Regions from separate parts of the Larimichthys crocea genome. Here region 2 is linked to region 1. Evidence: chromatin contacts called from public Hi-C data. All regions are on one chromosome and are shown on one strand. Each heading gives the region's core, a stretch centred on a gene start, on an enhancer-like site or on the middle of the called end of the contact. The rest is flanking DNA. Distances are from core to core; before and after follow the strand shown.

What was found. A called contact is a pair of places that touch in the nucleus more often than the background predicts.
Region 2: a Hi-C map of muscle shows a contact between it and region 1, with 6 times the contacts expected there. The contact joins the promoter of wu:fc23c09 here to the promoter of fam3c in region 1. A contact is called at or near these places in 7 of 7 Hi-C or Micro-C datasets (all in muscle).

What each region holds. Positions count from the first base shown.
Region 1 is chrXX:160,234-165,832 of L_crocea_2.0, reverse strand. fam3c (FAM3 metabolism regulating signaling molecule C) reads right to left here and starts at 3,386. Exons shown (of 10, transcript XM_010730636.3): 1 at 3,262-3,386; 2 at 2,716-2,752; 3 at 2,514-2,618; 4 at 2,334-2,360; 5 at 1,963-2,089; 6 at 13-71. The coding sequence starts at 2,734.
Region 2 is chrXX:288,357-293,853 of L_crocea_2.0, reverse strand. It overlaps wu:fc23c09, which reads right to left and starts at 2,520. Exons shown (of 4, transcript XM_010730650.3): 1 at 1,929-2,520; 2 at 1,177-1,248; 3 at 1-945. The coding sequence starts at 1,941.

The DNA.
Region 1 (5,599 bases), core at 2,137-4,636:
GAATAGTGTTACCATTAACCAGAGCAACGTTGATTCCTCTACCCACATTGTTCTTCACACTGCTCATGAGTCTGGAATGAAGCAGAGGAGAACAATCAGATGACAGGGAAGGCAACGCACCATATCAAACGGGCACCTTGACTCGACGGAAGCTAACTAAAAACTCACCAAACCTGTCTCTATTAGTCTTTGCACGGAATAATTCAAAACAGGATTTGAACGCTTCCAGTCATCCTTGGGCACACGAGTGCTCGTTAAAGAACACTCAGTCAAAGTTCTCACACACTGTTATTTCAAGTGTCCGACAACATTACAGAAAGGATCTCGAATCAGGGATACCACCTTTGCTTACTACTACAGATCATTATTGTAGAAACTTCATTCAAACAAATTAAAACCCATCAAAACTGTCTTAATGTACTACCCCCTGAAGTCCCTAAGAACAAAAATGTCCACTTTCAAAAAACTAGTAATATTTCTGCATAAACCTGCTCAAAACTACCAAACTTTCAAATCACTTTGAGGATTTTAACCTTGGTGTAACTGTTTATAAAAAAAAACTAAAAAAAAAACACAAACAGCAATTTTCCCTTTTTTCTAGTGATGCACGATCTGAAAAATTTCTACCGATAACCGATAATTTCCCGCTTCTTATGGCCGATACCGTTAATCATATTCATATTTCAACCCGAAAGACCCCCGTATGGGGGACAGCGTGAGATACATGCACAATACAGACGATCAGCGTCTGCTAGGAAGCACCAATCCTGACATATCGCATACCAAAATGGGCGGGGAGAAAACTCAGCTAAAAGCTCTACCAAGCATTGCTACCCAAACACACACTGATTGGCCGACCGGTGACAGGTGTCAATCAGCACTCACAACAAACACACAAGCCTTAGCTAAAACACACACTTCGCGTTGCATCGTATTAAAACTCGAAGTCTTCTTTTCTTCCTCTCATCGTCGCTGAACATCTTTTGCAAACAGCAATGCTGTCGTTATCTTCTGCCACTACAAAAAAACGACCACACTGGTGAAGACATGTTCATTATTAGTCTGGCAGAGACGGGGCCAGGCTTGGGTCCTGCCAGTAAGGCGCGATAACTTTTGGGGCGACTCGGCCGGCAAACAATTTCCCCAATTTCATTAATTTATCATACCTTTTATCTGTTAAAATGAACCTATCGGGTCGATAAAAAAATGACGTAATTTCTCCCCATATCGGCCGATATTTTATCGGTCCGATAAATATCGTGCATCCCTACTTTTTTCCATAAATAACCTCAAGTAATCAAACTGCCATTTAAAGGGTTAAAATCCTCACAGTGATTGAATGCCAGATAAAGAGGACAAAGGTGTCCGCAATAATATGAGGATTAATCATTCCATTGTTTTCAACAATCACCAACTCTGGTTTGGTGAAAATAATCTTTTAATTCAGAGTTAGACGGTAAAAGATGTCGTCGTATCGCTCTCCTCGAGCCCAGCCATTCCTATAATCTATTTATTTCACATTAGTCATTACATGCCATCGCATCTTCCTCATCCTAACCGGTCCCTCAAAATCTTTCACATAGAGTTTAACACAGGCAGGACATGAACAGGCAGCCAGACGGGTTACTTAAAACAAACAGTAGAGAAGATCAGATTACGACACACACACAAAGCGTGAGTGAGACTTAATTCCCTGCTCAGGATGGGCTCAGGGAGCTATGTTTTTACAGAGCAAATAGCAGTTCAGGATCTCTAATATTTATTCATGTATTAACAGTCACACACTATGAAACATGCACAAAGAGTTTATTAATGTATTTGTTAACAACTACAACTACTCTTGTTGACTGCACATTAATAACCATATTTAAATGTCTGCGCACGGCAACATTACAGTGCCTTGTAAAACATTTGTTAAATGTTTCAGGTTTCAAGGTTCGTGAAATGTATCGCCTCACTTACAATTTATCCTCCAGGCAAATTTTCGGCCCAACCACGCTGGCTGCTCCGCTCGCCATCTTGAAGGCGAAGTGTCCGGGCGGACATGACTTGGACAAGCCGCACTTGTTGTATCTGGTTTGCTTCGTTGCTGCGAACATAAAACTTATATTATTTAGGGTAAATACGTTGTCCGATCACATAAATAATAATAACAAAACACACAAGCGTGGATTTCCTTTATTGTATAGATACATAGTTTAGGATTAGGTCATGATCTCTACATTGTTACTGCACTTATGTTAACAAAAGAAAGGAGGCGTGTTATCAAAACAGATCGGACTTGAGAGCAACAGAGTGGAGAGATGAGATAATAATAGTTTTAATATACTTACGGGCTTCGTTTGTTGACAAAGATTTAGCTGAAAGGCAAAACAAGTATATACGTTTAAAAAAGGACATTTTCAGTGGCCACCACCACTACGACACAATATTCCTTTAACTCGATGCCATGTTTTCTTAACCCTCTCGCACTTCTTTGTACAGCCGCAACTTTATTAGGGAGTGACACTCACCTATCACATTGCTCAGTGTAAAATCCATGTTGATCTCTAGCAGCTGAAAAGCCAGAAAGACAGCTAGGAGGAATGCAAAAATCAGTGCGGCGAGCTTCAGAATACCTGCACGAGAGACGAATAGAGTAGATGGATGTGTGTATAGAGGAGGTATTATTCCTTATCAACATGATATGAACAGATCAGAGGTGATTGCACTCACTGCCAGCCCTGACCATCATCGCGATTCTCCTGGAAACCTGTGCGGGTGAAACAAAGACAATACGTAAAGTTTATTTAAATGTGTCCCCTTATATTAAAAACACACACTGTTAATCATGTGTCCCATCACACACGACATAATTAATCACCTCTGTGTCCATGATCTTTATCAATAACTAACTAGAGTTAATGATCACTGAGTGTTTTATCATCTCACACCTCCACATATAAAGCTTACACCATAAAGAGCTGCTACTACCTCAGTTCACGTTGACATAAGGATAAGTTATATTACAGCTTTAGTGAAGTGGTTAAGATGCACTTAGGTTTGCGTAATGACACTGTACATAGCCCGCGGGATGCATACTGATAAGCTAAGCAACGTACAAATGGAGCTTTTACTGATAAACCGGCGCTACGTTGATTAACTTCGAGCTCGCCTTCTCGTCTGTTCGCTAACTGATGCTGAAATAACCGAAGCGAGAATCTACCGGCGGTGTTGGTAATAATATAACTAAAAAAAATATAATAATAAATCATGTCTTACCTGTTGAACTTCCGAAGGTAACCACAGATCGAAACGAGCTTCACCTTACCTGATAAGTTATGACTCACGTTATGCTAGTAGCTTGAGCTGGTGAGTGGAGGCGACAGGAGGCACGATGTGTCACTCCGCCAAAGAAACCGAAGATTTTTTTTTTGTTTGTTTTAGCACGGTTGTGTGTGTGTGTTAAATATTTACTTACCTCAACAGTAATCCAACATTAAATATTAAATATAATTTCTTACCTTCTTACGACATGTTTCTCTTTTGTGCTTTGTTAAAGCCAACAACTGTTGCAGAAGTTAGTCCCCAACGGTTATTTTGATCGAACCAAACTAGGTTCAAGCTAGGCCCGTTAACTTACACGTATCACTCCGCTTCATTAACGGTCGTTATCTAAAGATAGCTTAAATTATCACGAAGATGAAACATTTTCCTAAAATGATTCAAACTATGAATTGTCATAAAGGGAAGTAAAGATAAATTGAAGAAAGCCAAAACATCGTAGACGTATAAATAAAGGTAAATGTTGGCGCGTTGCTAGGCAACGGCGCAGTCCCAGTCCAGTTGTGGAACTATTTGTATCGGCGGAGTCAAATCAATGAGGCCGAATCACAGCCGTGCCGATATTCAGTGTAACGTCACTCCCTTCCCGTGTGATATCGCTTATATATGTACACCTTAGATTTATATTGATTAAAATGTATTAAATTTCTTACCTTTCTTACCTTACAATACGTTTCTCTTTTATGCTTTGTTAAAGTCTACAACTGTTGCTGTCTAATATACAAAAGTTAGTCCTCAACGGCTATTTTGATCGAACCAAACCGCGATATAGCTAGGCCCATTAACTTACACGTATCACTCCGCTTCATTAATGGTCGTTATCTAAAGATAGCTTAAATTATCACGAATGATTCAATGAAATGATTCAAACTATGAATTGTCAGAGGAGGATAAAGGGAAGTAAAGAAGCCTTTCTACTTCAGCACAAACCTCCACAACAGAAGATAAATTGAAGAAAGCCAAAACAACGTAGACGCATAAATAAATAAAAAAAAATAGCACGCTACTGTTGGTCCCATGTGGTCCCAAAAAATGTAAATTAGCATTTAAATTTAATAATTTTGAAGTTCTCCAACACAAACATGTGTTTTACATTTAAAACTACACTACACCTTACTTCTATACTGAAGAGTATTGGTAGTTTTTAGTTTTTTTTTTTTTTGCACAACAGACGATCAGCGCCAGGAAGCACCAATCCTGACATATGCATACCAAAATGGGCAGGGAGAAAACCAGCTAAAAGCTCTACCAAGCATTGCTACCCAAACACACACTGATTGGCCGACCGGTGACAGGTGTCAATCAGCACTCACAACAACACAACAGCCGGAGCTAAAAACACACACTTCGCGTCGCATCGTATTAAAACTCGAAGTCTTCTTCTCTTCCTCCATCGTCGCTGAACAACTTTTGCAAACAGCAATGCTGTCGTTATCTTCTGCACTACGAAAACGACCACACTGGTGAGACAGTTCATTATTGAGCGGCAGAGACGGGGCCAGCTTGGGTCCTGCCAGTAAGCGCGATAACTTTTGGGGCGACTCGGCCGGCAAACAATTCCCCCCAATTTCATTAATTTATCGTACCTTTTATCGGTTAAAATGAACCTATCGGGTCGATAAAAAAATGACGTAATTTCTCCCCATATCGGCCGATATTTTATCGGTCCGATAAAACGTGCATCCCTACTTTTTTCCATAAATAACCTCAAGAATCAAACTGCCATTTAAAGGGTTAAAATCCTCACAGTGATTGAATGCCAGATAAAGAGAACAAAAGTGTCCGCAATAATATGAGGGTTAATCATTCCATTGTTTTCAACAATCACCAACTCTTAATAACTTTTAATTCAGAGTTAGACGGAAAAAGATGTCGTCGTATCGCTCTCCTCGAGCCCAGCCATTCCTATAATCTATTTATTTCACATTAGCATTACATGCCATCGCATCTTCCTCATCCTAACCGGTCCCTCAAAATCTTTCAACACAAGAGTTTAACACAGGCAGGACATGAACAGGCGGCCAGACGGGTTACTTAAAAAAACAGTAGAGAAGATCAGATTACGACACACACACAAAGCGTGAGTGAGACTTAATTCCCTGCTCAGGATGGGCTCAGGGAGCATGTTTTTACAGAGCAAATAGCAGTTCAGGATCTCTAATATTTATTCATGTATAACAGTCACACACTATGAAACATGCACAAAGAGTTTATTAATGTATTTGTTAACAATACAACTACTCTTGTGACTGCACATTAATAACCATATTTAAAT
Region 2 (5,497 bases), core at 1,271-3,770, 130 kb before region 1:
GGAGGAACTGAAGACTAACTTTGGCGTGATGGGTGGGAGATTGAGAGGAGAATGAAGGAACATGTGTGGGTGTAAGCAGAGGTGATGAAGGGACATTATGATGAACAGGAGGAGGAGATCTAGGAGGATTTTGAGAGTGAGTGATAACCTGAATTGTTTCAGGAACCTCAACTTCTTTCACGAGTTGACTAGAAGAAGTGCTTAAAGGAGGTGCGAGATTACTAACTCCTATGTGATCTGCCTTTTCTCTTTCTACTAATTCATTATGGTTTGCATTTTTTATGTTCTCCCTCTCCTCATTTCCTCCTTTGTCTTCCACATTTTCTCCTCTAATCTCCCCTGGGAGACTAATCCCTGCAACCAGCATGCTCTCTCTTTCCTCTTCTATTCCCTGCCTCACTTTATCCATTCGATCTCTCTCCTTAAATTTCTCAAGCATCTCGTCATCCTCTCCCGTCTCTCGCGTCCATGTGTTACGACTACGGAGTGTGTTTGTCGTCTCCAAAGATTTCGTGTTATCTGTCAGGATTTCTTTTACCATCTCGCCCTCCTTGCTTGTCTCCGTATCTCCTCTCCCTGTATCTAAATCTTTCATGTCAGTTTCAGAGAATTCCTCTCTTTTTCTTTCCTCCCCTAAACTTTTAGAAAATGTCCCAATGGTCAGCCTTTCCTCCTTTCCTTCTTCATATCCTTTATTGATGTCTAAGATTTCCCCTATATTCCTAGTGAAACCTTCTATGTTTTTTCCCTCTGTCCTCTTCTTTTCGGTGTTTGTTTCTGAAGTCAGTCCTTCACTTGTCTGTTCCGCCTCTGTTTTCCTTCTCTCAGTGGATTTGGCAAGCTTTTCATTCTCCTCCGCTGAGATAAAAACATCTCTCAGCTGCTCACCCCTCAGCTCAGACAGGGGGTCTCCATCCAGCTCGGCTATCTGTGTGACTGTCAGTCCTACGGTACAAAACAGAGCAACCACTTACAGTTCAATAATCACATTTTTTCTTTTTCATTTTTTTACTCTCAAAGTCGAAACTAAAATCATGTCGGTCAACAGTAACACATTAGCATTACAACGATTGGCATTCCCTTTGAACAACTCATGAAATAATTAACATGGAAGTGTTTATGACTGAAGTACATTTTGTTAGATGAAATGTTAAGTAGGCCTGATGTTGGACTTACTGGGTTGCAATACATATGAATATCCAGAAACTGTGAGAAACACGAGCAGCAGTGTGAACACCTCCATTTTATCTGAAAGAAAACAAAATCAGGAGAGGATTCAAGACAAATGAAGTAATTAAGTATGATTTTTAAATTTACTGACATGTTTAAGAAGTCGACTACAGAAGATGATTTGGCTGCCCAGCTCTAAAACATGGTTAAATCCAGTTCATCAGCTCTGTCCCTCACCTGGTGTTTAGTGTTTCCATGTCCTGCTGTTGCTTAGATTTTATTGTTTGCCTGTAGGACATTTTGCAAACTTACTCCGTGAAAGTTGTAATACCAGATAAACTTATTATCTGTGTTTGATATTGTACTATTTTTGCAGCACCACCACTACCAAATACGTCTATTTGGAGTTCTGTAATTTGACTTTTATAATAGCTTATTCATAGTTGGACCTCTCTGGTGTCTAATTGACTCCAAACACAACTAATGCCAAGTTACTTTTTGGCAAAGAAAAAGCATATAAACTGTAACAACACGTGAAATACATCCTTATTTGGTGTCATAACATTGATTTATAGTTATTTTTTTTCATCTTCAATAAATGTGAACGCTCAGTTTGTATCAGCATTTTCAGACATATTTGGATTTAACATTGTGTGAACAGAAAATTATTTTATATTTAAATATACAGCAGTTGGTCTGAGTTAAAACATATGAGAGATAATACAACAAAGCCATTGTCCAATCAGGTTGCTGCTTACCTGATGTGTGCATAGCCTCCTTTATATGTCAAAGTTGAGTTCCTGCATTTGTGTCCTGTACACCTGCCTCTCTGTACGGGCCGACAGAGTCCAGAAGAAATGGGACAACCTTTGAACCGCACAAACACAACCACCACCACCACCGGCAATTTAATGATCCATTTCAGTGGCCCCTCTCTGTACGGAGAGTTTTCACACACACACTCTGGGCGAGCCATAGGTAATGACTCCTCAAATGCCTTTATCTGAAAGAATTCTCACACTTACCCTCAACGTCAGAGGAATCTGAAGGATCAATAGCGGGAAAGGGGGGCGACTTTTAGGGATGAGGGGTCAGAGGTGACGGTGGGTTTTTACAGTGGCTACTGTTTGCTCCTCCGCCGTGGGGAGACATTAGCATCCCAGTGGTTATATGGGAGTGACAAGTAGGGCCTGGAAACTGCTTGGCCTTTGACCCAAATGCTAATAATCTGCCGGACTTCAGGAAGTCTGGGGACTGTGGATGCTAATGAGTGACTTTACAGAAATGTGTTTCTTGTAGTTAAGGTCTGGTTTTTCTTTGTTTTTTGAACAAGCTTCATCACATGAATGTCAAAAAACATTTTGTCTTGATCTAGGTTTTAAAGTCACTTTAACTCGGTCACAGATTTGAGTTAGTATAATCTTTAGATGTGAGTCTGAGGATTTAGGTTATGATCATTTATGCCTTGAAAATCAGTTGTAAGACATGAAAATAAACTATTCGTAGCCCTGGTCTCACTGGACAAATGATCACAGTGGCGAAGATAAAACTTAAATGAGGGTATGTAGCATGAGTTTTGATTGTAATATACATTAATTGTTGTATTATGTAGTTTATTAAATGTCAAAAAATACCCATGACCTTAGAGGTGACATTGTGTTTTGTCCGACAAACAGTCCACAACGCAAAAATATCCAGTTTACAGTGATGTAAAGCAAAGAAAAGCAGTGAATTGTCATATTTGAGAAGCCAAAACCAAATAATAAACAAATAATACATGACTCATCATTAACACATCCCTTATTTCAGCTCTAGTTCGGATCCAACACTTAGTTTCATCATCATTCATCAGATGATTTATCACTCACTACTTTTAATCAGTTTCCCTTCAGTCATGTATTCCTACAAAATGCAGTCACCCATGGAAAAGCACAGTGTGGGACACTGCAGATGTTTTCTTTCCTTCACAGCTGCACAATCTATATTTATACAGGAAGAACACGGTTGTCTCGTTCCAGCAATCAGACACCCTTTTGACATCCCACTGAGTCTGAGAACATCAAGTTCTTCTTGTTTTTTTTATTGTTTTCATCACATTGTGTATCACGTCAGCTCACATTCCTCCCAGACTTAACACAAGGTCTAATTTTGGCATTGTGCATGGATAAAGCATACCTGTGTCAGAAACAAAAGATATATACAAGGGCTTGCATGCACACAAGACAAACACATTTCTTACAAAGCCTTGTCCACAGAGTTTTATGGTCTCTTTGATTCGGTTTTATATCTTTTCATCGCCTCATTTATTGTGTTGTGTTATTAGATTGTTGCTCAAGCATTTATGAGAACAGAACTTTGATTCTTTACTGAGTTATCTGGATAACTTTACTGCGTAAAATTACTTTTTACGAATTTGGATCATAAACTGATGCCAAAACAGCTGATCTGTTCATCCAAATAACTCGAAACAGCTGTCCTTCCACACATAAATTAAACGCTGGCATCTAGTGTACAAGACAGAAACTGAACTGTCATACCTGTTACGGACCACAGAGAGGCAGCATATAACCACACATAACTCGCACGAGTTGCCCCCGAGAGAGGCTCGTATTGCATAACATTGCATGGGAAAAATACAGCAGATGGGTTTTTAATGTTTTGTCTGTGTCAGTGCCTGAATCATTTTTGTTCTTCTGGATCATAAAAAGGAAGAAATAACATCATCCATATGAATACTCAAATGGCAGGAAAGGGAGGCTGTAAGGAAGACCTGGAGGACTCTGTTAACACCTTGAGCTGTGGCATCTCATTTCCTGTCGAAGGTGACGTAATGTATAGGAGAGGGGGTGTGAAAAGCAGCAATAATGAAAGAAACCGAGAGGTGGGGGTGGTTTCTTATTAGACCCGCACCTGTTTTAGGGTAAAAATACCTCTCTTCTTTTTTCAGGCCTGCTGTAGTCATTTAGAAATGCTATTTTTCTCCACCTTTATCACAAATAATGACACACACCTCCTGCTTTAGAGCTGTTGTAATTAAACGTTGTTGTTTTTTTATCATCCTCTCCCATCAGCTCCTCTCAGAAAAAAAACAGCCATTTATCTATCTCAAGCTCTGTCTATCTCATCCACAGCTTCAGAAATCCCTTTTACAGACAAATCTCGTGATATAAAATCTGTCTGTCTGGACTTCTGCCTTCTAGCAAAATCACTTCTACAGTTGAATGATTGCTCCCCGGTGCATCCAAATGCCCCGACAGCTGCCCAGCAGCACCACCAGTTACCCTTACCCTTCTAGTCTTGGCAAAGCCCCAAATGTTGGGAAAATCATTTTAAATTATCAAAGTTTCACAACTAGGCCATGGATTTGAATAATATAGGGTCTCTAGTGGCATTTACAGATGTGGATAAAAGCTAGGATCTGGGTTTAGGATCATTTTTTGCTATAAAAGTTCATTTTAAATTCTGTTTTTTTGTGGTTTGGTTATTAAAAATGAACATTCGTAGAGTGTTCCCTGGCCTCAAAAGTGAAATTGAGGTATGTGTCATGAGGTGGTCACCAAAAAACTGAAGTCTGGGCCCCGGTAGTGGCCTCACAGTCCAGTGTGGAATTTGCATGAGGTTTTGGTCTGAATGTGTGTATATGTGTGTGTGTGTCTCAGTATGAATGCGTAAATGTGTGATTTTAGATATGTGGTGTGAGTACGGGACACACCATAGAGCGTCTGGTGTGTATCGATGTAGGTTATGGTAATTGGACAGATAATTGATGACAACATTAACACCGCTTGCCCTGAGGTTTTTTCCTGTTTTTTAAGAGCACACAGTCTAATTTACAGTAAACACACCAAACATCAATATTATGTGACTAGAGGGCATAAATCCAAGAGGGTAGGATGACAGAGAGAGAGAAAAAAAATGTAAAATGAGGTAGTGGGAAAAAAACAGGGCGAGCTTGAGTGACAACACGGCTGTGTAAAAATAAACCCTCCCCCAAACTATCCCATCTGCTCGGAGTCTGACTGGTGGCGGTAGAGGCAGCGGCAGTAGGGGGTTTAACAAGGGTAAAGGGCAAAGGTCACAGACTGTGATCAATTTGTTGGCTAAGAGCGTCAGATTTGTGTGCAGTGCGTGACTCCTTGGACAACAGCACACAATGGAAATGGACTTTGCTTTCCTATAGGAGTGTATTCCTTCTGTCCATGTGTGCTCCTCACCATATGAACATATTGTACAGTCCAGCAGGTTGAACCAATACATACAGGTCAGAGTGTTTACACTGTAAACACAACCAGCACCACTATGTATTTCAAACTGAGCCAAGAATAAA